Regions from separate parts of the Urocitellus parryii genome. Here all the other regions are linked to region 1. The links are chromatin contacts, called in public Hi-C maps. All regions are on one chromosome and are shown on one strand. Each heading gives the region's core, a stretch centred on a gene start, on an enhancer-like site or on the middle of the called end of the contact. The rest is flanking DNA. Distances are from core to core; before and after follow the strand shown.

Region 1 (6,379 bases), core at 3,486-5,985:
GCTACCTTCCTGACCCTGGAGTTCAACCTGGAGTTATTATAGGAGGTAGCAAGAGCATTCAGAAGAGTCAATTGGATACCAGTGTCTTGGGTGTTTACTGTTTTGTGTCTTAGTTCCTGAGTTGGGATGGGGTTTGATAGGGAATGGGTGATATAGCTAGAGTGTGAACCAAGAACCTGTCTGCTTTATTTTCCTCTTGGAAAACTGTTTGTCATCTTTTTTACTCCAAACTGACCAGAAAGTTGTATTTGCTGTTGTGGCTACTAAAGTCTTGCCCTCCAGCCAAGGGCCCCTACAACATCTCAGCCCAATGGGTTGGTAAACAAGAGAAGCCACTTCCATTTCTGTATCACGATTGCCCTTTTTTAGCAAGTATGTGAATTCACAGTGCTTTTCTATGAATAAATCATGAATCACAGAAAAGATCATTTTTCTAAAAGTAGAACTTGTGTTCTCTCAATAAATGAGGCCCTTCTCTGCTTCTGCATTGCTCTAGCTGGGACAAGGAACTGTTTGGACCTAACAGGGATGTAGAAAATGACAGATGAATTTCCTGCCACACTAGACTCCTCTGCAGAGTTCACAAGCACCTCAGAAGCTTGTCCTCAAAGGTGTCACCATGATGGGCAGGATCCCAAGATCCTGAAAAAATTAAAGGGTATGATCAGAAAATAATACAAAGCAACACTTGAGTGCCAGAGGGCCCTTTAGCTTCAGAGGCCTTCTTGCCTTGGTGTTGGCCTATTATAAGGCTTAAATCCCAAACAGTTTAGCTTTGAGTCTTTGTCTTCCCCATCATTTAGTGTCAAAGCTGAGGGTTCCTTAGCTTCTCCCTCCTTACCTAGATTGCATCTTTCTTTCTTTCTAGGACTCCCTGAAGTGTTTTAGGCACTTCTGTGCCTCTTTGATCAGTATTCCCCTTCTTCCCCAGACACAAAGCCTATTAATTTGGGCTTTGTATGCTGTGGGGAACCCATCCCTTTCTATGCAGTGTCATAGTCCCAACTTCTAGGAAGCTTTACCCAACTCCTTGAAGTTGTGGGGCTTGGATATATGAAGGCATAATGGTAGTGAGAACCCTAACTTTAAGTGCAATAGTCCATGTTCACTGATAACTGAGCCTTGAGACTTGTGGGAGGGGATACAGGGGAGGCTCCAGGGAAGGAAAGAACTGAAGATTAGAGCACAATCTCTCATAAACAAAACCACATACTAGGGGTGGGGTTGTAGCTCAGTGATAGAGCTAGTTATATGTGAGGCACTGGGTTTGATTCTCAACACCACATATAAATAAAGGTCCACTGAAAACTAAAAAATAAAAATAAAAAAACACATACTAGACTTCAATTATGGAACTTTATTCTCCAGAAAACAATCATCCATATACTTAAGGGAAGAGGTATATAAGCTTAATTCTGTCGAAGTAGACGTGAATGTCTGTGCACAGCATCCACAAAGGCCCCTACGTGTTCTGGGTCCATGTCAGGGTAAAGCCCATGGCCTAGGTTGGCAATGTAGCGTTTTGGCCCAAAGTCATCAAGCATCTGCTGCACCAATTGCCCAATCTCCTCCTGGGGGACCGAAAATAGGGAGATCTATAAGCCTCTGTCCTCCCTATGCCTAATAGTAACATACACCGGTAGGCATGCTTTTACTTGGTGTTATTTTATCATTTAATCAATAAAATTTATCAGATATTGTATATGGGCCAGACACTAAGAAAAAACAAATGAACAACAGCAAAAATTCTTGCCTTTCTCGGGCTTACGTTGTATGTATGGAGTAGAGAAGAGAGACAAATACATCAGACACATAATCACATAGCCATATCAGAGAGACAAACTTGTGCACCCATAGAGGCCCTGATTATTACCTCAGATGCATACAGGGCACAGGGGTCCAGATTGCCCTGCAGGGTCACCGACTTCCCCACACGTTCCCTAGAGGCAGAACCAGGAACACATTCTGGTGACTGCATACTTGGCAGCTTCCCACGGGCAACCCCTGCCTTAATCTCAAAGGTCCAACCTCTATCACTCACCGGGCTTTCTTTGGGGCCACTGTCCAGTCAAGCCCAACCACCTCATAGCCAGCCTGGGCCAGCTCCTCCAGGGCAAAATGCCCATCCTTAGCAAAGATGATCTGGAGGAAAAAGAGGATCTGAGACTACACATAGGGCCTTGCTGTGCCCACTAACCTTTCTTGGATGCACTTCTGCTGCCCTCCTGTGGTCACTTCAGTCCATGCATGACTTACCCTGAACACTCTACAGACCCACCAACCAATCCCAATCCTCACCATGGGCACAGGTGCCAGGCCTGCCTCCTGCAGCCTGGCTTTTACTCGCTTGGCCACATCACGGATATAGGGCAATGCAAATTTGTTGAAGAGCTGTGGGCCAAGATGCCCTGCATGGGACTCAAAGAGCTGTAATGCCTATAGTTACAGGGTGGTGAAGAAAAATAAGAAGGAAAAAAAAAAAGGAAATACCTCAGGTTCCATATACAGAATGTGCATCATTTTCCCAGGTGACTAAACCCTGATACTGCCTGAGCCTATAAACCCAGTTCCAGTCAAAAAGTTTGCCTTCTCCAGATCCCAATGCTAGCTTTGATCTTCACTCAAGAGTATTAAGCCCCCACCCTCACCCCAGGGTCAGGGTGGGCTTGTCTGCTCTAGCCAGATCAAGGCCAATATAAGATCCCTGCCCTCTCCAGTTCAGGAGACTATTGTTTTTTATTCTTATAGTCCAAACCCCAGCTTATCTGTCTCCCCCTCAGGACTCACCTGGGCACCAGCAGCTACTTGTCCTACTAGATATGGGACCAGAGCATCAGTGAGGATACGAAGCAGCTGGTGACTGGCCTGAGGTCTTTGGTAGAGCCAGCGCTTAGACTGAGCCATAGTACTTGAGCTGCCACCTTCAACCATGTATGTCATCAGGGTCCACTGCAGAAGGATCAAAGATGTCACAGTACAGAAGCCACACTGACACTTCCTTCCCTATCTACACCAGATATGCCAGAGTCATGCCCCAATCCCCTGCTTTTCCCATGTTACCGGGGCACCAGCAAAGCCAATCAGTGGCACACGCCCAGCCAGCTGTTGTCGGGTAAGTGTGATAGCTTGGAACACATAGCCCAGCTCAGAGGTCACTACTTCTGGATCACGTAGACGTTCTAGGTCCCGCTCTTCTCTTAATGGCTCTGGGAAGCTGGGTCCTTTGCCAGGTACCATGGTCACCTCCATGCCCAATGCCTGGAGGGGGATAAAACAACTGGATCCCAGCCAGGTGCAGCAAAGTATACCTGTAATTCCAAAGACTTGGGAGGCTGAGATAGGAGGATCACAAGTTCAAGGCCAGCCTCAGCAATTTAGTGAGGCTCTCAGCAGCTTATTGAGACCTTGTCTCAAAAAGTCTGTTCTGTTCAGCCCATACCAATAGGAAAGGAAATGGAGAATAAAACTCAGCTAAACTGATCTCTTTCAGTCTTAATTTTTCCCTCTATCCAGCTATGATATGTACTTATCTTGAATCTTGGCAGGACTAATAAGATTTCCAAGGAATCCTTTTCTTCCTTCCTTTCTTTCTTTTTTTTTTTTTTAACACATTTCAGAATCGGGTTTAAGTGGGTACCTGGGGTACAACAAGGATGTCGGAGAAGATGATGGCAGCATCCAGAGGGAACCGACGCAGTGGCTGTAGGGAATGGAAACGAGTTGCTAGGTGGCAAGCTGAGGGCATAAATACCTCCCTCTGTGGACCCCTCACCTGCAGAGTCAGTTCACAACAGGCCTCAGGAGAGCGACAGGTGCTGAAAAAGTCCTGGGTAGCCCTGGTTTCCCTAAATTCTGCCGAGAGAAGGAAGACAGACCTAAACTTTCAGGCCTCCAGAATCCTCCCCTGCCTCCCCAGTTATCTAGAATTCTGGGCCCTGACCCTGACCTGGTAAGTAGCGGCCTGCCTGCCGCATGCACCAAACAGGAGTGTAGTCTGTTTCCTCTCCCCAGGCTGCTCGAAGGAACGTGTCATTCTTCAGCTCCGGAAAATTCTGAGATCTAGTGATCAGATGGGGTTGGGGGAAGGAATCAATACGCTAAGCCGGTGGATGGTGAAAGCAAGGGTTCTTAAAGTCGATTCAATCGGGCACTGCTATCTACCTCCTCCAGACCAGCTAGCAAACTGTGGCTCCCCGCGCATTAGGCCTCCTCTCTGCCTATCAGGTGGTACAGACTCAAGGGCCCGCGCTGGGGCCGCTTTCCTACACGTACCCCCAGCTCTCCCAAGCTCTAAAAGCCCAGTAAGAATAGTTTTGAGGGAAATGGTCACTAGACTAATGAATCTCCAGGCTGGAAAATAGTCAAAAAAGGAGCAGAATAGATGGTCCCAGAATAGATATCCTAGTTAGAAGTTCTGGGGCATTCCCAAAGAGAATGTCTGGAGGACGCAGTCCATAAAACGGTCCCTGAAATGAAGGTCTCAGAAATCCCGTAGTTGGGAGCATTCGGGATCCCAGCGACTGGAGTCCACAATGGGAGAACTCCAGGAATATGAGGGTATAGGGACAGATAACTGACTTGGAAAACTCAGAAACCAAGTCTCGCTAGCCACCCCGCTTTGCGGAGAACTCACCCCAAACCGTTCGCTTCCATGGTAAACTCTCAGTAACTGCGCGCAGAATCAACACACACATGAATTTGAGCCGGCCCCCAGTCTAAGCTCCGCCCCTTCCTGAAGTAAACCAAGGGGTTCGCCATGTTGAAAACCACGTGATCGGACTCCACTGACAGCTCTAGGGCTGCCCTGGCTGCTGCCTGGAGGACCCCAATCACTTTCACCGTAAAGCCCATTGTAGCGACGCAACAATAAAAGCCCAAAAGAACTCCATTGAAATTACTTTTTCAGGTAGGGTGAGGAATTTGTTCTCCTGTGGTGACCTCTAAGGTTAGCGCGCTGAGCAACACAGCCCCTGCTTTTAAGAACAAACTGCTCTTCCAGTCTGATGGGGAAACGGAAATTGGCAGTCATATTAAATAGAAAATGATTGTAAATATCCTGGGATTAGGAGTTGCAATCGATCCGGAATGATTTAAGCCTCCTGTCAGTGGTCAGGGAAGGCACGATTCTCCCAATATGTTAATTACACCAGGCGCATGCCTGTAATTCCAGCGGCTCAGGAGGCTGAGGCAGGAAGATTGAGAGCTCAAAACCAGCCTCAGCAATTTAGTGAGGCACTTATCAACTTAGATCCTGTCTCTAAATAAAATATGTAAAAGGTCTGGGGATGTGGCTCAGTGGTTGAGCACCCCTGGGTTCAATCCTCAGTACAAAAAAAAAAAAAAAAACGGGAAAAAAAAGGAAGCTGCGTGGGGAGAAAGGCTATTGTAATGATACAGGATAGATAGGGCAGTGACTTGAAAGAGGGTAGGAGCATTGGAGATAAAATGATAGTAGCGATAGGAATGGAGAGAGGGAAATTGGTCAGGTAGAAACCACTAATCTTGGGTCTGGCTGGCTGGGTTCCTGGGAGGACACAGATGTACGTGTAATTGCATTGACCATCGGAGTACTCAGGATTATACAGCAAAAGTGTAGGATGCGCTTAGTCTAGAACATACGGCGAAGGTTGGCCGAAGGCGGAACAGGGCGTGGTGGGAAGCTCTGCTGTGGTCGCGGCTGGTACTCCCAGGGCAGAATTACTCCTAGTGTCCCTCAGCTAGTTCACCATGGCAGGCCCTGGCCCGGGCGCGGCGCTAGAGTCCCCAAGGCAGCTGCTCGGTCGCGTGCGCTTCTTGGCGGAGGCAGCACGGAGCCTCCGCGCCGGGCGACCGCTGCCGGCAGCGCTGGCTTTCGTGCCGCGAGAGGTGCTGTACAAGCTTTACAAGGACCCGGCAGGACCGTCGCGCGTGATGCTGCCGGTGTGGGAGGCAGAGGGCCTAGGGCTGCGTGTGGGTGCCTCGGGCCCAGCCCCTGGAACCGCCTCTGGGCCCCTTCGCGCAGCCCGTGACAGCATCGAACTTCGGCGCGGCGCCTGCGTGCGCACCACGGGCGAGGAGCTATGCAACGGCCATGGTCTCTGGGTAAAACTGACCAAGGTAAGCTCTGGCCTACCCGAGGCTCCTCAAAAGATCTCCGCGTCCGGAAACGACTCCGTTCCCCTTTCCTGCCCTATATTGAGCTGACACTGTATTCGGCGCCCTTTACCCTGGGCTGGGCAGGGCGAGCAGCTGAGCAGTTCCCTGATGGCTGTCCCCATCTGGCGGTCCCTGCAGGAGCAGCTGGCGGAACACCTGGGTGACTGCGGACTGGACGAAGGCTGGCTGCTGGTATGCCGCCCAGCGGAGGGCGGGGCCCGCCTTGTACCCATCGACACTCCTG
Region 2 (6,086 bases), core at 3,283-5,782, 280 kb before region 1:
CCCCAACCCCACCCTCTCCTGCCCCCTGTCAGGGAGCTGCCTATAGAAGCCTCTGTACTAGTTCTTTCTGAACTAGTAAGATCCTGCTGAGCAAGATCCTGCTGAGCCAGGCCAAGCCTGCTTTCTGGGCTTGGCACCTAAGCCTTCCTGGACTGAGCAGGGCTTGGGGATCTCTGTTTCCAGCTCCCATCACTGGAAAGTGCCAGCTGTGCCTGCCTTCCACAGAACCCTGGAACTACACTTTGGGAGTGGCCAACTTTCCCAGAAAGGCCAGCCGCAGGCCCCCCAGGGAGGAGTACCTGGCCATCTGTGTTCTGGAGCAGCCCAGAGCCCTTGGGGGTACCCACATTCTGCTGGTACAGAGGCCTAGCTCAGGTACCCGGATGCTGGGAGTAAAGTGGCACAATCAACAAGGAGGAGTAGCGAGAGGAGTCAGCAGCTAAGGCCTGACCCATACCTGGCTGCCCTCCCTCTCAGGTCTGCTGGCAGGACTATGGGAGTTCCCATCCGTGACCTTGGAGCACTCAGGACAGCATCAGCACAAGGACCTGCTGCAGAAACTACAGAGTTTGACTGGGCCTCTCCCTGCTACCCACCTCCAGTACCTTGGAGAGGTAAGTAAAAGTGGAGGGACCAGGACTGATGACCTCTGTGGCCACATCCACAGATCTATTTCAACCCCCTGATCCTCCTCCCAGGTGAGCCACACTTTCTCTCATATCAAGCTGACATATCAAGTATATGGTCTGGCCCTGGAAGGGCAGACCCCAGTGACCACACCACCTGGTGCTCGATGGCTGACCCGAGAGGAATTTCACACCGCAGCTGTTTCCACCGCCATGAAAAAGGTACTACCTTTGTCTTCATTTCCCCTTTTGTTTCCTACATTGTCTATATGAACCAATTACTGTGTAAATAGGCACACACACATACACACACACACACACATTTTAAGCTAAAGTACTGGGGCATAATGTCAAGGGCAGAAAATAGAAGTTTGGCTCTTTTGGAGAAGATGCCAGCCCTGTCCTCACCCCTTACTCTTGGCTAGGTGTTCCGTGTATATGAGGACCATCAGCCAGGGACCTGCAAGGTAAGTCTCATGGCCCTTACCCATCCTTCTGTCTCCAGATCTGAATCCGTGGGTTTTCAGTCATTTACTGGTTCATGTCTGGGTGAACATTCTTCATTCCAGGCTTTCATGGGGTCAGAGGAATAGTTCTTGATCTGAGGACTTTACAGTTGTTGGGTACAGGGTGGGGGGACAAGAGCAAAGTAATGAGGGCAAAACAGTGTGAAATGTTTGTGCAAAGGTAGGGCATTATGCAGGCTGCAATGCCCAAGGAGCCATGAACGTTTGGTTAGCTGGAGAAGTTGGCAGAGCCTGCCCAGGTAAGCCAAGGCATAAAAACCAAGCTGCCAAATCATTTAAGGTGGAAGAGAGGAGCCAAATTCGTACCTCAGGAAGATTTCCTCAGGCTGCTTTTTGTAGAGTTAGGCAGATAAGATATTTGGAGGCAGCTCTACATATCAGGATAGAACCTGAGCTAGATTGATAAAGAGGAGATACTGGAAAGAATTCCATGATGTCCTCTCCTCAGTACCTCCCTCTTTTGGCTTCTACACAGGGTTCCAAAAGGTCTCAATTGTCTTCTCCAACCAGCCAGAAAAAGCCCAGCCGGAAAAAGCCCAACCGGGGCCAGCAAGTCCTGGATAGTTTCTTTTGGCCTCATATCCCCACTGACACACCCAGCCTCAACAGTGCAGCCCAGTGATGCCTCTGAAAGTCCCTATCCCTGAGAGTCCTATTGTTTAATAAAGTGCTTATTTTTTTTTTTATTTTTTGGGGTACTAGGGATTGAACTGAGGGGCACTCAATCACTAAGTCACATCCCCAGCCTTATTTTGTAGTTTATTTAGAGACAGGGTCTCACTGGGTTCTGGAGCAGCCCAGAACCCTTGGGGGTACCCGCAGAGGCCTAACTCAGATACCTGGATGCTGGGAGCAAAGTAGCACAATCAACAGGGAGGAGTAGAGAAAGGAGTCAGCAGCTGAGGCCTGACCCATAACTGGCTGCTCTCCCTCTCAGGTCTACTGGCAGGACTATGGGAGTTCCTATCTGTGACCTTGGAGCATTCAGGGCAGCTGGCTATTGCTGAAGCTGGCTTTGAACCTGTGATCATCCTGTCTCAGCCTCCCAAGCTGCTGGGATTACAGGCATGTGCCACTGCGTCCAGCTAAAGTGCTTATTTTTGTAGTCATTTTGGAAAAGTTGCATCCTCTCCCTAGCCCCTTTACTCCACACCTCTGAGGGACCCAGGAAGTATTGGGTCCTGATTCCCACTGGTTGAGCTTCCATACAGCTTTAGGCAGAGGGAGGAGGGTGTGTTCTGTCCACATAATCTGTTCTCCTTTCCCCAGGAAGTGATGGCTGCTGCAGGGAGCACCTGCCAAGAGTTGACACCCAACACTTTCTAGGTCTCAGGTCAGCTTGATTGGAGCAGTGGTATTATCCTAAGCAGGTGGTTGGGCTTAACCCTGAACCAGCCTGTCTCTACCTACATGGGTTGCTCCCTAGGGAGAAGGGAAGCACAGAAGAATTTGTCTTAATTACCTACCTCAAATACTAAGTCATTTATTTAGGGATGCATTTCACATATAGTGAAAATTCAGAAATGCAAAGGGTTAAAAAAAATCACAAATTTGGGGCAGAGAGGGAAATATGATCATAGGGGAACACAAAGGGGTGGGAGTGTAGCTCAGTAATAGAGCATGTTCCTCGCATGTGCAAGGTCCTAGGTTCAATCCCCATCTTGCAAAAAATAAATTAGTCCTACTCACATTAAAAAAAAAAAAAAGAACACAAAGGCTTGTATTAGTTATGTCTGTGACCTAATCATGTAATTTTTTTTATTGTTCTTTGTATCTTGTGAATGTATTAGATATTAAATTGTAAGAAATGTTTTATACTTAAACAAACAAAAAACAACACTTCTTGGAGCCCAGTGAGAGACTTAACTGCTGGCAGGTACTAAGGAGAAGCAGGGCACACCTGGCCTCTGAGGGTATTGCATTTCAATAGCTGGGCCTCCTCTGGGTGTGTCTCAGGCTACAAGAAAGTGGCTGCATCTAGCTCTGGCTGTCCTCAGGCTTTCTGGCTCCTGGCAGCTTCCTCTTGTATGGATTGCCACAGTGCTCGAATGTTGTCCTGGCCAAACCCTGTGGCCCCTTGCCTCTGAATCAGCTCCAAGAAGAAGGTATCCTCAGCAAAGAGGGACTTGGTAAAGACCTGAAGCAGAAACTTGCCTTTATCTCCATCTAGCAGTATTCCTTGTCGGGCCAGAACGCCAGGTATGAGCCCTGCAGCTAGGATCTGTTTTTCTTTGCCTGGCTGCTGGTAGTATGCTTCGGGAGGTGTCAGGAGGCGGCCTCCGGCCAAAGCCATACCCTCACTGGCCTCCATGATGTTCGGCGTATACAGTCCTACGTGCTGCAGGCCCGGCCCCCTGTGCCGAACCAGAAATTGCTCCACCTGGTCCTGTCTATAGGTAGCCCCCGGCAGAGACTCGGCCAGCACAAGGGTGGGGACAATGCTGCCGGGTGGAGTCTGCAGGGCCATGAGCCGCAGCCCCCCATTCCCCGACTCCGCTACCACTTCGAGGCCCAGCTCGGGATCCTCCCCTGGGTTCAACGGCAAGTGGTAAAAGCCCAGGCAGTCCTGGAACCAGCGCCTAAGTGTTGGGGAGCTGCCGGGTGTGCAAGCCAAGGTCAAGTGGTCCACGTGGCTGACCCAACCTGCATCGGGCTTGGAGGGCACCGGTCGGAAGCCCGGTAGGAAGGGCCCGTGATAGCCGGCACGCTCCAGCAACGTCAGGCTGAGGTTGCCAGCCGGTGAGCTGACCACAGCGTAGGTGGCGGAGCCCTGAGCATCCCGAACGTTAACTGGGGGCACCGGCACACGACAGCCCCGGGACGCCAGCACTTGGGCAGCGGTGCTCGCATCGTCCACATCGAAACACAAGTTCGTGGCGCTGGGCACAGCATGATGTGGGTCTAGACCGTACAGCGGCTCCCCGGGCCCCGCACCCTCATTCACCAAAAAGACGGCGTCTCCGCTGCGTAGGGCCAGTTGCCGCCAGCCACCTGCCTCCCGCGCCGCCAGGGGCTGGAAGCCAAAGAGGCACTGCAGATCCCGGGCTAGGGGCTGCCCGGCCGCCACTTGGAAGGCGATGTGACACAGGCGGCGGGCGTGCACGGCCATTACGCGCCTCGTGGCCAGCCGGGCGGTTCTTCTTCTAAGGCAGCTCCCTTGTCGTTCGGAACTCCAAGACTTTTGGTCCCAAGTTGGTTGTCCGGAGCCGGTTGGAAACTGGTGGAGTCCAGTTCTTCCCAGAGATCGTGTTCCTCGCTCTTTTCTAGGGAAGAAATGTAAAATTTAAGCCGGGTGGCCTTGGAAGCTCGGTTCACCTTACAGTGCCATCCAAAGTGGATCTACCTGGGGATCACCCGCCGGGCAAGGACGAGTAGTAAGGCCACGAGGAACCAGTACTGGGCGGAGCGCGACCGAAAGAGGGCCTATGACTCCGCCTTTGACACGCCTTCCTCCAGATCTGTCGCCTAGGATACAGTGGGGACACTGAGCTGCTCCTTCCCAGGGCCTCTGGCGGGGTCACACTCTTGGGCCTGGAGGCTCCTTCCTGGGTCCAGGAAATCACAATAGTCACCTTCATTTAATGCCAGGAACTGGATTCACACTCTACCCGTGACCTCAAAGCAAAGGACACAGCCCTTGTTGGTGAAGGATCCTGAATCCTTCCTTCACAAACAAGTGATTTCTTAGCAGTTTCATGCTTTTCTTCACAATTCAGGGGTTATCCTTTAAGTTCTTCTTCTTTTTTTTTTTTTTTTTTAAGAGAGAGAGAGAGAATATGAATCTTTTTTGTAGATGGACACAACACAATGCCTTTATTTTTATGTAGTGCTAAGAATTGAACCCCCACCCCCTAGGCCAGCGCTCTACTGCTGAGCCACAATCCCAGCCTGAAGTTCTTTTTTTAATATTAAAATGTTTAGAAGATTTTCATTCCCCTAAACAGTCCAGAAAAATTGATATAAAAAGATGGACCACCAATATGCCATCTACATGTCTCAGCTACATTTATCTCTCCAAGCCTACTTCTCTCAACATCTTTTGCTCCCTTGTCCCAAGAATTGTAGGGAGGGGGACCCTTTGTTGTTGTTGTTGTTTATTTTGTTGTTCCTGAAAAGAACAGCTGCACCCCACCCTGTCAGGACTAGAAATCAAGTCCTCTTTGCTCTTTGAAGCTTCCTAACTGGCCTTGAGCCAATGCTTTGGGGGTGAGTGGGGGTTCTAGCCTTGAGACCCAGGATTATGTGAGATCAGTGAAAGGAGGAAATTAAAAATCTGGTACTCAACTGGATGACCCTTTAAGGGTTAAGGAAGGGCATTCAAGAAGGGCAAAAGGCATAAGCAAAAAGCTCAGTGAGTATTAAGCTAAACTCGGGAGAAATAGCACTGGGGAGGCATTTGGTATGGACACTAATACAGTGATGAGTCCTGCTTCCCCACATGTTGAAGTTCGAACATTAAAGAAGCATGCCGAGGCAAGCATATGAAGCAGGGTTTATTTAAAAAGGGGTAACATAGACTTCTCCTGTGAGGGAGAATGGGACCATAGCTGGTATCCTGGTATCCCAAGAAGCAAGGTATTCTGCCCTTTTTATATGTCCTAGACTTCCTTTGTTCTCCTGCTTTCCCCCCTTATCTTTCTCCTTCCAGTGGAGGAGACTAGGCCCAAGAATGCTCGGTGGGAAGGCCAAAAGGTGGGAAATAGGTGGGCTGAAGGGGGAAGGGCAGGGGGGGTGTAGACAAGGACACATTAACCTTATAGCTCCCTGTAGGGTGGGGAAATTCCTGGGACAGGTTACCTTGGCAACAAGTTGGAGCAGGGGCAGGTTCTTGATAAGATCCCTCAGGAGACAGTCTCCAACTTCCCAGACTTGCTCACAATTGGCCTCCTAGATCCTACCTGACTCGATTTACCTATCTACACTGACTGCCTAA
Region 3 (5,530 bases), core at 1,917-4,416, 430 kb before region 1:
CCAAAGTTAGGAAAGTTACAGTTACAGTTCTTTCCAAACAGGCATATATATATATATATATATATATATACACACACATAAGAAATGTACAAGGACTTGCTCAGAAAGTCTCCATTGTGAGGAGTGATTTAGCATTGTGCTTCAGAATATCAGAGTAGGGAGATCTACTATGTGTACAAATGTATGTGTATGTGAAAGTTTATGGGGCTGGGGATGTGGATCAAACAGTGGCGCGCTTGCCTGGTATGCGCGGGGCGCTGGGTTTGATCCTCAGCACCACATAAAAAGAAACTAAAGATATTGTGTACACCGAAAACTAAAAAATAAAAAATTCATTCTCTCTCTTAAAAAAAAAAAAAGTTTATGGCGGGGATATATTCTGTCTTCAGAAGGCCCCCAAAACTGCATAAAGCATAAAGGTCAAAGGCAGACAAGAAATGGAGGATGTTGGGCTTATCCTTATTCCACATAGAGGCTAAGCCTGGACTGAGGTTCATATAGTTATCCCCCAATGCAGGGTGAATGGACAGACTTCAGACTGGGGGTCTGCTAAAGGAAGGTGGTAAAACCTGGATATGAAAAGGAGAGATCATAGAATGTCAAGGCTGGTTTTAGGATATCATTTCACATGTGAGGTGGATCCTAGCCCTAGGTTCAGATCCTGTGCTAAGTTTGGAGAAAGTGGGAGCAAGGGTAAGTTTGGGAGCTGGGGTGAAAGTTGACATTTGCTCACCTGTCTAACACGTCTCAGGTGGTAGGCCACACATTGATCCACAGGGTCAGTTAGTGATTGGAGATGGTGGCTCTGCAAGAAGGGCTTGAGGGCCTGGTCAAACATGGCTGGTGTGCTGAGTACCAAGAAGGCCAGTGTAGGTCCTGGCAGGGGCAGGTGGAAGGCTGGAGGCAGGAGTTCATTGTACCATGCCACCTAAAACAGAGAAAGTTCAGGCCAAGCTGGCCAGCTGACTAACCTTAGCCAGCCCTTACCTCACCAGGTATTTAAAGCCTTATACATTTTGCTCCATCCTCCAACTCCTTCAATAAATTTTCACTGATGCTGTGTAATTATACATTACATTGTATAGGCATCTCATGTGACTTTGACAGGGACTTATTTATTTGGTACTGGGGATTGAACGCAGGGATGCTTAACCCCTGAGCTATACCCCCAGTCCTTAAAATTAATTAAATACCAGGGATTTAACCCAGGGATGCTTAACCACTAAGCTACAATTTCAGCCCTTTTTATTTTTTGAGACTGGGTCTTGCTAAGTTGCTTAGGTACTTGTTAAATTGCTGAGGCTGGCCTAGAACTTGAGATCCTCCTACCTCAGCATTCCAAATTGCAGGGATTACAGGTGTGCACCACAGTGCCTAGTTAAAGAAGGTAAAGAAGGTCACAACTGTAACAGAGGATGGTTATGATTGAAGAGTAAAATGACATCAGTTTTAGTGAGATCTGGCTGCAATGTAGAGGCAAGATGACAGCAAGAAGGCTATTAAGAGTAATCCAAATAAGAAATGGTGGCTTGGACTATAGCATAGATCAGTGGAATGGAAAACAACGGACTTGGGAGACTCAGGAGATGAAGGAATTGGTGGTTGATTGGATGTTGGGGTGACAAGGTGAGCAACAGCTTAGGTTGGTTGTCAGGCCTACAGCTGGCTCTGTTCAGTACAATATTCCCCACTACCCAGGTCTACCTGGTTTGCTAGAGCATTCTTACTGTGCCCCCACACATGCCATCCATCACTACACTACCTCCATGCTTTTACACAAGTTTGTATATTAGATGTACACAATTCTCCTTCCTTCCAATATATCTGTTCATATATAGCTCTTTTTTTTTTTTTTTTTCCTTGCAGTACCTATGATTGAGCCCAGGGCCTTATGCATGGTAGGCAAGTGCTCTTCACTGAGCTATATCCCCAGCCCTCAATTTCATTTTTTAAAATTATTTAATATTTATTTTTCAGTTTTTGGCGGACACAACATGGTTGTTTGTATGTGGTGCTGAGGATCGAACCCGGGCCCCACGCATGCCAGGCGAGCGCGCTACCACTTGAGCCACATCCCCAGCCCCTCTCAATTTCATTTTTTTCTGGCCAATCCTTTCTCAAGACAGACCCAACCTATTTTTTTCTGTCTCTATATATCTTTCCCTCAACACTGTTGTGGACCTCTCAGTGGAATTAGTGGGAAGTAAGTTACCTCTTAAGCATCAGGCAAATGGCTCAAGCAGAGTTACCTTATGTATCTTTAACATTGTGACTTAAGCAAGCTCAATGCACCAAGCACTAATGTGAGGAAAATGGACTTATATGTAGCTCCATGTGGTGACAGATGCCTGTAATCCCAGCAACTCAGAAGACCAAGACAGAAGGATCACAAATTCAAGGCCAGGTTGGGAAAATTAGACCATGTGTCAAAACAAGAATGTAAAAAAGTCTGGGGATGTAGCTCAGTGGTAGAATGCCCCTGGGTTCAATCTCCAGGATCGATCTATCTATCTGTATTATATAAAAATATATAATATATAAATAAAATAAATAAAGGAAAAAGAAAACACTTATGTAAAATGTGGGGGAAGGGAAGGCGGGGGTGAGAGACATCTGTGCCAGGCGAATGCACATAATTTCTATATCCAGCACCAATGGTTAGTAGCATCATGAATTATCCTTCTGTTGGAAGACAGAACAAAACAGCCTATTGTTTCTTGTTCAACACCAGGGAATGCCTTTCCCTCCTTGGCTGATCTAAATTATAATCATGCAAACCTTCCATGCCATGTTCTTTCCTAACTCCTTTAGGAAGCTTCTAAGGAGATTCCAGACCCACGGGTACATGTTTTCTCTTGTTAATTATGGTTACAGAATCCCATCCTTCAGTCCGGCATTATATCGGGGTAAAAGGACAAACGTGTGACACACTGTCCCAGACGTCAGATGGACACCGGGCAGGAGGAACTTGGGGAGGATAAGAAGGTTCTAGGGCCTCACGCCGACTCCACCAAGGCCAATCTTACACTTCTTCCTAGAACCGCAGGAGGGATAAACCAACCTGGAAGGGGTAAACCTCGAAGCCAAAAGGACACAACGTGTCCTCAATCTTCTGCTTCAGTTCTGCGACATGAGGCTCCATAGCGCACGCTACACGCTGAGCTTGCTGGGGAATGGAGTCTAAAGAATAATTGTGCCGTTAAGGTTCAAGGTAGCTTGGACTTCATTTCCCAGGAGCTACTGGGACCAGTAGCGGCAGAATTGTATGCATCTCGGGATGCGTAGTTCGTTTGGTCCTTGGAGCATACCGCTTCAGAGTCTGAAAAACTCGATGTCCCGACAAGCTTCACATTGGGGCGTGAACGCGCTTGTCTTTCACGGAAACGTAATTCGGCCGCTTAGGTAGCTAGTTGGCTAGAGGCGTGGTGCAGCGGCGCCCATTCTGAAGCCAAACATTCTCCGCCTACTGGAGGGTTTGAATCTAGCAGCGGCAACAGTCTCTGACAGGTTTGGCGTGATGGCTTCAGGGTCCTGGAGCTGGAACCTGGATTTCGACCTAGATTTGAAGCCTTCTACTCCCACTTGATATCTGTGTATCAGGGTATTCCGTTTCCCGAGAACGCTGCTTTCTTGCCAAGAGCCATACTCTTGGTCTGATATTGCCTCCCTATCCTTAGTATTGCATATTCACTCTCCTCCTTCCATCTAACGGTGTTGCCTTTCCTGGGCTGTTCCTCGGGTATCCCCTGCTGGAAGAGCAAGGGCAAGAGTGGTCTGGGAACCAGACCCCAGTCACTGGAAATGAGTAGGAGCCTGAGCTGGTCTGACCAGATTGATATGCTTTTGCGTGCAACTGATGGGCATGTGGCCCGCATTAAGGTAAGATGGCACCAGAGGCTCCAATTGTTGTTCTTCTTCTTTCTTCTTGTTCTTTTGGGAGGCGGGGGTGTCAGATTAGACTACACCAAATTCATTGGCCTGTACAACTCTTTCTTTTGTAGCAGAGGCTGTATCCCCTTGGGGTCTCCACCTCAGGTAAGTATTGCCCCTTTCATTCATCAGCCTTTTCTCTTTCAAGATCTTCCTTCTTCCAGTGCCTGTACCATCACTATTTCTTCCAAATTCCAACTCTTTGCTTTTCTGAACTCTCTTATCCCACAAAGATTCTGTCCTTGTCCCTTATTCCCTTGCCAGGGGACCTGGCTGGATCCTGGATTTCCTCTCATCACTTGTCTCCGCAGTCAGAAGACCAAGCTCAACAGCCTTGGGCTCTAGAGACCCCCACTGTCCCAGAGAGTCTAAACTGGGCTGAGACCTATAGCCCAACCTCTCTCTGGAATGAAGTTACTATTCTCCGATTGGAGGTTCAATCTCAGGCTCAGGTGAGTCTTGGAATCCTAGGTGTGTATATGTGGTGTTTGTGTGGGAAAGTTTTTTATGCAGTAGTTAATGTGCTTTTCTGCCTGGGTAGGTAACTAAGGCACTAAGGAAGACTGTTCAGAGATTGCTGGAAGAGCAAGAGCAACAGATGTCCAAGATCAGTGCTCTGGAAGGTATCAGTTCAATTCTTCATATACACAGATATTTTTTTCCCCCCAGCACTGGGGATTGGACCCAGGGCCCCTTGCTATGTTAGGCAAGGACTCTTACCACTGAGCTAAACTCCCAGCTCCCCATACACACTGCTGTATATGTGTGCACATGATTTTGCTGCATACCTATTGTTTGTGCACATGTGTCATGATTTGCAAGAAGAGTCTAGACCTGTGTGAACCTCTCAGAGGAGCTAACCCTCAATTTGTACCACAATAGCATCACTAAGGTTGCTGCAGGGGGGCCCAGAAGGTCGAGTTCTTCTCCTGGAACAACACCTGGAGGGACTGAGAAGGGAACTGCAAAGCCTTCGGAATCAGGTATGGGAGCAGGCCCAAGCCCAAGTCCAAATGAAAAAAATACCAGGAAACTACAGTTCTACCAGTGGCTTTCACCATGAGCTCCAAACTGAGTAAGTGATAGGCCTCACTTTCTTGAGTCCTCTGAACTCTTGGTATTCCAGGAGGCTTATTGCCTCCTCGCTCTGTTGGTTGACTGTAGAATGACTGCCATTACTTCTGTAGGCAGCAAATACTGTGGAAAGAGTCAGAGATTTTGCGAGAGGAACTGAAGTTGCTTCGGAACCAGCTGAGTAAGTAAAAAAATTGTGGGTATAAGTTCCCTTGTCTCCCTTTTTGGAATGCCTTTTTTTCTCCCAGTAAGTGATCAAGCTCTACCTGTTTGACCTATTAAGAAATCTGACACTGGGTGCGGTGGCACCCACCTGTAACCCCAGCAGCTTGGGAAGCTGAGACAGGAGGATTGTGAGTTCAAAGCCAGCCTCAGCAACGGTGAGGTGCTGAGCAACTCAGTGAGACCCTGTCTCTAAATAAAATACAAAATAGGGCTGGGGATGTGGCTCAGAGGTCTAGTGCCCCTGAGTTCAATCCCTGGTACCAAAAAAAAAAAAAAGAAAGAAAGAAAGAGAGAGAGAGAG
Region 4 (6,234 bases), core at 262-2,761, 480 kb before region 1:
AACTAAGCAACTTAGTAACTCAAAAAATTAAGGGCTGGGGGTGTGGCTCAGGGGCAAAGTACCTCTGAGTTAAATATCCAGTAACCCCCCAAAAAGGAAAGAAAGAAACCTGGCTCCTACCTTCCTAATTTCTCTACCTCTTCATTTCAGCCTCTGTAAAATCAGCATCATCTACCTGACTCCAGGCCTCTGCACATTTTCCTTTCCTAAACCTCACCCTGGCTAACTATTGCTCATCCTTTAGCTAGCACTTTAATTTCTGGCTCCTCCCAGAAATTCACTAATCACTTGAACATATCGTTGCTTTTGTGTGTGTGCATATAGCAGCATCTTTTAGATTTTAGATTACAGAATGGTTTCCCCCACAACCCTGAGTCGTCTGTCCACCCTTACTACACAAATAGAGGCTAATGGGAGACAATGGAATTTGGTTAGGAGTGGGGCATTTAAAGAAGTCACTATCTCCCTCACCTTCTTTTCTTCTTGAGAAACCTATAAAGAATCATCTTTGGAGAATATTAAAGTATTTTACTTATTTATTTTTTTATTTTTTGATACTGGGGATGGAAACCAGGGCCTCGCGCATGCACCTTACCACTATCATGGAGAAAAAAAAAAAAAAAAAACAGGCCTGATGGCATGATAAGACTTTTCTGCAGAGGTCCTGCAACCTTGAGTATGGGTAGTCTGAACGCAAAAGTTAATTAATAATAGGCCCATCCTGTGATGGGTCAGATCCGATTCTAACTTTAACAGGGCTCCGGAGAAACAGAACATGTTCCAGCTATCCCAGACACAAGGCGAGGGCTTAAGTAAGGGAGTTCCCCGTTCCCCTTCCCACCACTTCAAAGAAAGCATCCCTGCGTCTCCGCAGGAATGCAAGAGCACCTGAAAAAACCTTGTAGGTGAATAACAAAAAGAAGATGGCAACTAAATTTTTCATGTGCTGGACGCTTTCAAAATTTTTTTTCTCAATTCTCTCGATATGCTGATATGCCTACTCATTTTGCCGCCGAGGTAACAGAAGTTCAGAGAAACGGGGGTTATTCCAGATCTCAGAGAATAAGAGGAACTCAAATCCGAAACTAAACCTCATGGCTCCCCACTCAATCCCGGGAGCGGGCCCGAGGTCCTGAAGGATCGAGACTACCTCCTCCGGAAGAAGGATGGGCCAACAGCAGGAGAAACTCACCTTGGCGCAAGCACACAGTGTGAACACAACAGCGTGGCCTGAGCTCGGTGCTGCACCCCTCTAGGGACCCGAAGGCCTCGGCTTAAGTCTGCAGTGAAAAGGAAGCTCCGCCCAGAGGGAGGGGCAGAGGCCGGGCAGCCCGGATCACGCGCAAAGTGGATCCGCCCTCCACTTCCCGGGGAAGTTGCTGAGGAGGATGGAGGCCAGAGCTGGGAAGCTGTACGTGTCCTGTACTGGGTGCTGGAAGTCTGACTGGCAGGAACTCGGACTCTCCCTCCACCGCGAGGGTTTGGGAAGCAACACGCTCAGTGTTGCCTGCGCTCCGGCCACGTGGGCGGTCCTGGGGGCCGGCCGTGCCTCTGGCTGGCCCACAGTGCACCGCGGGCCTCTTCTCTTGGCGGCCCGGCCCTGGCCCCCCTCGGCAGGATTGGCCTGGCAGTATTCCCAGAGTTCAGCAAATTTGACCCTGTTATTAGTTCAGGCAAACTGAGGCCCGGAGCAGCTACACCACAAAGGTTGACCAGAATGCCACACCGCATACTCTCTCCTGATCTCTCCTCTCTCTCCCTTTTTTTTTTTTTATAGTTGTAGGCGGATAATCATGCCTTTATTTTATTTATTTTTATATGCTGTTGAGGATAGAACACAGTGCTTCATATGTGCTAGGCAAGCTGTCTACCACTGAGCTACAGCCCCAGCCCCTTAACTCTTTAAGCGTTAACCCTGGCACTTTATCTGCCAGGCACTGTGCTAAAGACAGGAAGTATGATTCTGCTGAATCCTCAAAACAACTTGATACAGGAATTCTTTTTTTTTTTTTTTTTTAAGACTGTTATCCAAGTCGGCTTCACACGTAAGTTGGCTTCACACTTCTGGCTCAGTGATCCTTCTGCCCCAGCCACCCAAGTTAACTGGAACTACCAACATATGCCACAGCCCCTAGCTTATTTTTACTTTGTATAAGCCTTTTAATATTGTAGTATAGCATATATACAGACAAATTGCATAAATCTAAAATGCATATAGCTCTGATAGTTTGCAATGTTACTACAGTCCAGATGAAGTTACAGATGTCACCTACCAGTAGCCTGTGAGGAAAAGTGTGAATGATTCATTTCACAAATTAAACTAAGCAAGGTTAAAATTGTTTCTAACTTGCCCATATTCACACAGCTATTAAATTACAGATTAGAGGCTTTGTTCCTTTGGTCTGAGAGGTGTCTTGTATTTAGGTTTTATTATGTGGCAAGGGTGGGCAATAGGAAGTGTTGTCCAAGTGAAGCGTTTTTTTGTTATTCCTTGTTTCCCCCTCTCCCACCCCTACTCCCTGGGTGCCTCTCCATTTCTCCAGACCAGTTATTCCCCAACAGTACCAGACATTCAACTTATCACAACTATCCTAATACATAAATTCCTACTTGTGGTAACAGAATTCAGGATCCCCTAAATACATCTTACCCCAGAAAACTTTCCCTCAAGAGACATATACCATGTACACTGTTTTCTGCAAATGATGGTGGATTTTTCCCCCTGCTAGTTTTTTTAAACTTCCCACTCACCCTAGTCTAACTTCTTAAAAGTCTGAGGTGCAATACATAGTGACCTTGCTGTCTGATGAGTTGCTGAGTCATTGCTGTAACCTAGCCTCCTCCTTCCTCAACTCTGGGGCTTCTGCTCTTGATTCTTGGTACAGGAATTGTTACAGGCAAAGTGCAACCTATTCCTTCTCCATCAGTTTGGTTTTTTTTGTTTGTTTGTTTTGATTTTTTTGTTTGTTTTTTGGTTGTTTCATTTTCTTTTGTTTGTTTTTTGGACAAATTGAAGGTGTATTGTTTTTTAAAACTCATCTGCTTTCGAACACATCACTTCTTTCATAGTCATCCTCCCATTTTACAAGATCCGCCCCTCAGCCAGTGACCTGTGTTGCTCCAGTGTAAAAATCTTGAGGCTACTAAAAAAGTCATATGGGGTGCTACACACCTGTGATGTCAGCTACTCAAGAGACTGAATCAGGAGGATTGCAAGTTCAAGGCCAGCCTTGGGAGTTTAGAAAGACTCTAAGCAATTTGGCAAAACCCTGTCTCAAAATAAAAATTAAAAGGCTGGAGAGGTAGCTTAATGGTAGAGCACCCTGGATTCAATTACAGGATTGCAGTCATGTACCACCATGCCCAGCTTACTATTTATTTTGAAACAGGGTTTTGCTAAATTTCCATGGACAGTGACACTTCCCTATAATCTCAGCTACTCAGGAGGCTGAGGCAGGAGGATTTCAAGATGGAGGCCAGCCCGGGTAACTTAATGAGACCCTGTCTCAAAACAAATTTTGTTCATTTGTTCATTTATTGGTACCAGGGATTGAACCCAGGGGACTTAACCACTGAGCCACATCTCTAGCCCTTTTTTATTTTTTAATTAGAGACAGGATCTCCCTAAATTTCGAGGGCCTTGCTAAATTGCTGAGGCAGGCTTTGAACTTGCAGTCCTCCTCTATGTACCCTCCCTTCCCTTTGGTACTGCAAGTTCTCCTTTAGCCTTCCAAAAACTCACATTTTCTTTGGTTAGACATAATAAATTTTTTGTTGCTTGAAACAAAAGAACTTTAAGAAACACAAAGGAACTGCATTCATGTAATCCCAGTAACTTGGAGCACCAGGCAGGATCACAAATCCAAGGCCAGTATCAACAATTTATCAAGACCCTTAGCAACTTAGTGAGAACCTGTCTCAAAATGAAAAGTAAAAAAAGACTGGGAATATGATACAGTGGTAAACTACCCCAATGCCACAAAACATACCTTCCCCACACACAAAGGAATGAAAATAAAATCAGATGCTTCAGAAAAAAAGAGTAAGTGTAGTGGCACCCCTCCTCCACAGAAAATCTTAACTAAGCTTCTCCAGAAGTCTTCACCATAATTTATTTTAGGACTATCAATAAAAAAGTCTCTACAATGGGCTGGGGATGTGGCTCAAGCAGTAGTTCGCTCACCTGGCATGTGCGCGGCGCTGGGTTCGATCCTCAGCACCACATACAAATAAAGATGTTGTGTCCACCAAAAACTAAACAATAAATATTTTTTAAAAAGTTTTTTTAAGGGGCTGGGGATGTGGCTCAAGAGGTAGCACGCTCGCCTGGCATGCGAGCGGCCCGGGTTCGATCCTCAGCACCACATACCAACAAAGATGTTGTGTCCGCCAATAGCTAATAAATAAATAAATATTAAAAAAAAAAAAAAAAAAAAAAAAAAAAGTTTTTTTAAGGGCTGGGGATGTGGCTCAAGCGGTAGCGCGCTCGCCTGGTATGCGTGCGGCCCGGGTTCGATTCTCAGCACCACATACAAACAAAGATGTTGTGTCCGCCGAAAACTAAAAAATAAATATTAAAAAAATTCTCTCTCTCTCTCCCTCTCTCACTCTCTCTTATAAAAAAATTTTTTTTTTAAAAAAGTCTCTACAAGAGTTCAATATAGGTAAACTTTCTATTTTCCTGTTGCTCTGTTACTTGGCCACTGGCCTGGAAGAAATCAGCACTCCAGGAGCTGGACGCCCTCTTTACTTGTTTTTCACAAACATATTTCCAGTATAGTAGTTTGTAAAAGTGTGTTTGCAAATGCAAAATGTGATTAAAAAAAAAAAAAAAAAAAGATCCTTTAAGAACACCTCTGGCCTTGAGCTGGGGCTTCATAGAGATGTCTACATTTCTAAGATAAGAGAAGTTACCAATTGGGCTCCCTGGTAACAGCTGGCAGGGGAAGGAAAAAAAAGGGGAGAAGAAGCTCTCCCCTTCTCAGGTGTTGTCTTTAAAGGGTTAACTTGCCCAAAACAGTGAAAGAAAAAGCTGCTTTTATGTGAACTTCTGCAGACTGTGAACTTCTGAGCCTCTCCCCTTGCATGCTGGGTATAAAGTTCTGAAACTACCTGAACTTTATATAGCTGGGGTTCAGGGGATTAATTGGTTACCTCGAAAGCCTGTACCCTCTGAACCTGGCTGCTGCCAAATAAAATTGTTTCCTGCTATCTTTGGTGCCTTGCCTCATCTGTGCCCTACAATATAAGAAGAAGTAAATCATAAACAATTATTAAAAAGGAGCCTGACACACGTAGGGTAGGGCTGTGGCTCAGCAGTCATGCATTTTTACCTGTTATGTGTGAGGTTCAATTCTCTGCACCACATATAATAAAATAAAATAAAGGTCTATCAACAGCTGATATATATATATTTATTATTATTATTATTATTATTATTATTATTATTTTTTAAAGGAGCCTGGTGCAGTGGTACATACCTATAATCCCAGTGACTCAGGAGGTTAAGGCAAGAGAATCACAAGTTCAAATCCAGCCTCAGCAACTTAGCAAGGCCCTAAACAACTCAGCAAGACTGTGTCTCAAAAAAAAATACAAAAAAGGGCTGGGGATGTGGGCTCAGTGGTTAAGCATCCCCTAGGTTCAGGTTCAATCCCCAGTACCAAAAAGAAAAGAAAGAAAGAAATTGAATGAAAACATATCAAACTAAAACAGTTGCAATTGATTAGTGGAAATATAGGTATTTATGAAGTTTTTAAAATTCTATTATCTCCAAATTCACATTCAGTCCTCAGGCACTGGCCAATGGAGAGCCATCACCATTACTGTCCCTTCTCCTAATTCAGTATACCATTTCAGCCTTCCCAAGTGTAGACAAGACATTTGTACCTTAAAGATATGACACAGAGGGGCTGGGGATGTGGTTCAAGCGGTAGCACGCTCGCCTGGCATGCGTGCGGCCCGGGTTCGATCCTCAGCACCACATACCAACAAAGATGTTGTGTCCGCCGAGAGCTAAAAATAAATAAATAAATATTTAAAAAAAAAAAATAAAAGATATGACACAGACCTTCAATAGATGAATGGATAAAAAAATGTGGCATATATACACAATGGAATATTACTCAGCAATAAAAGAGAATAAAATCATGGCATTTGCAGGTAAATGGATGGAGTTAAGAGAAGATAATGCTAAGTGAAGTTAGCCAATACGCAAAAACCAAATGCCGAATG

What was found. Hi-C and Micro-C count contacts between places; a contact is called where the count stands out from the background.
Region 2: a contact with region 1 is called in a Hi-C map of muscle, with 6 times the contacts expected there. The contact joins the promoter of Hpdl here to the promoter of Urod in region 1. A contact is called at or near these places in 2 of 2 Hi-C or Micro-C datasets (liver and muscle).
Region 3: a contact with region 1 is called in a Hi-C map of muscle, with 4 times the contacts expected there. The contact joins the promoter of Mmachc here to the promoter of Urod in region 1. A contact is called at or near these places in 2 of 2 Hi-C or Micro-C datasets (liver and muscle).
Region 4: a contact with region 1 is called in a Hi-C map of muscle, with 3 times the contacts expected there. The contact joins the promoter of Akr1a1 here to the promoter of Urod in region 1. A contact is called at or near these places in 2 of 2 Hi-C or Micro-C datasets (liver and muscle).

The regions. Positions count from the first base shown.
Region 1 is chr11:29,274,073-29,280,451 of mUroPar1.hap1, reverse strand. It overlaps Urod (uroporphyrinogen decarboxylase), which reads right to left and starts at 4,735. Exons shown (of 10, transcript XM_026397753.2): 1 at 4,634-4,735; 2 at 3,947-4,059; 3 at 3,773-3,852; 4 at 3,638-3,700; 5 at 3,061-3,258; 6 at 2,788-2,949; 7 at 2,299-2,436; 8 at 2,042-2,142; 9 at 1,874-1,940; 10 at 1,338-1,571. The coding sequence starts at 4,653. The coding sequence ends at 1,410. Hectd3 (HECT domain E3 ubiquitin protein ligase 3) reads left to right here and starts at 5,401. Exons shown (of 21, transcript XM_026397795.2): 1 at 5,401-6,096; 2 at 6,274-6,379. The coding sequence starts at 5,728.
Region 2 is chr11:29,550,897-29,556,982 of mUroPar1.hap1, reverse strand. It overlaps Hpdl (4-hydroxyphenylpyruvate dioxygenase like), which reads right to left and starts at 4,532. Exons shown (of 2, transcript XM_026397796.2): 1 at 4,497-4,532; 2 at 2,893-4,416. The coding sequence starts at 4,262. The coding sequence ends at 3,147. It overlaps Mutyh (mutY DNA glycosylase), which reads left to right. Exons shown (of 16, transcript XM_026397786.2): 12 at 184-375; 13 at 478-614; 14 at 699-848; 15 at 1,052-1,093; 16 at 1,629-1,801. The coding sequence ends at 1,775.
Region 3 is chr11:29,705,389-29,710,918 of mUroPar1.hap1, reverse strand. It overlaps Mmachc (metabolism of cobalamin associated C), which reads right to left and starts at 3,166. Exons shown (of 4, transcript XM_026397757.2): 1 at 3,062-3,166; 2 at 734-928. The coding sequence starts at 3,142. It overlaps Ccdc163 (CCDC163 homolog), which reads left to right and starts at 3,673. Exons shown (of 10, transcript XM_026397809.2): 1 at 3,673-3,879; 2 at 4,002-4,035; 3 at 4,195-4,382; 4 at 4,472-4,553; 5 at 4,813-5,005; 6 at 5,118-5,185. The coding sequence starts at 3,802.
Region 4 is chr11:29,747,822-29,754,055 of mUroPar1.hap1, reverse strand. Akr1a1 (aldo-keto reductase family 1 member A1) reads right to left here and starts at 1,511. Exons shown (of 9, transcript XM_026397805.2): 1 at 1,193-1,511.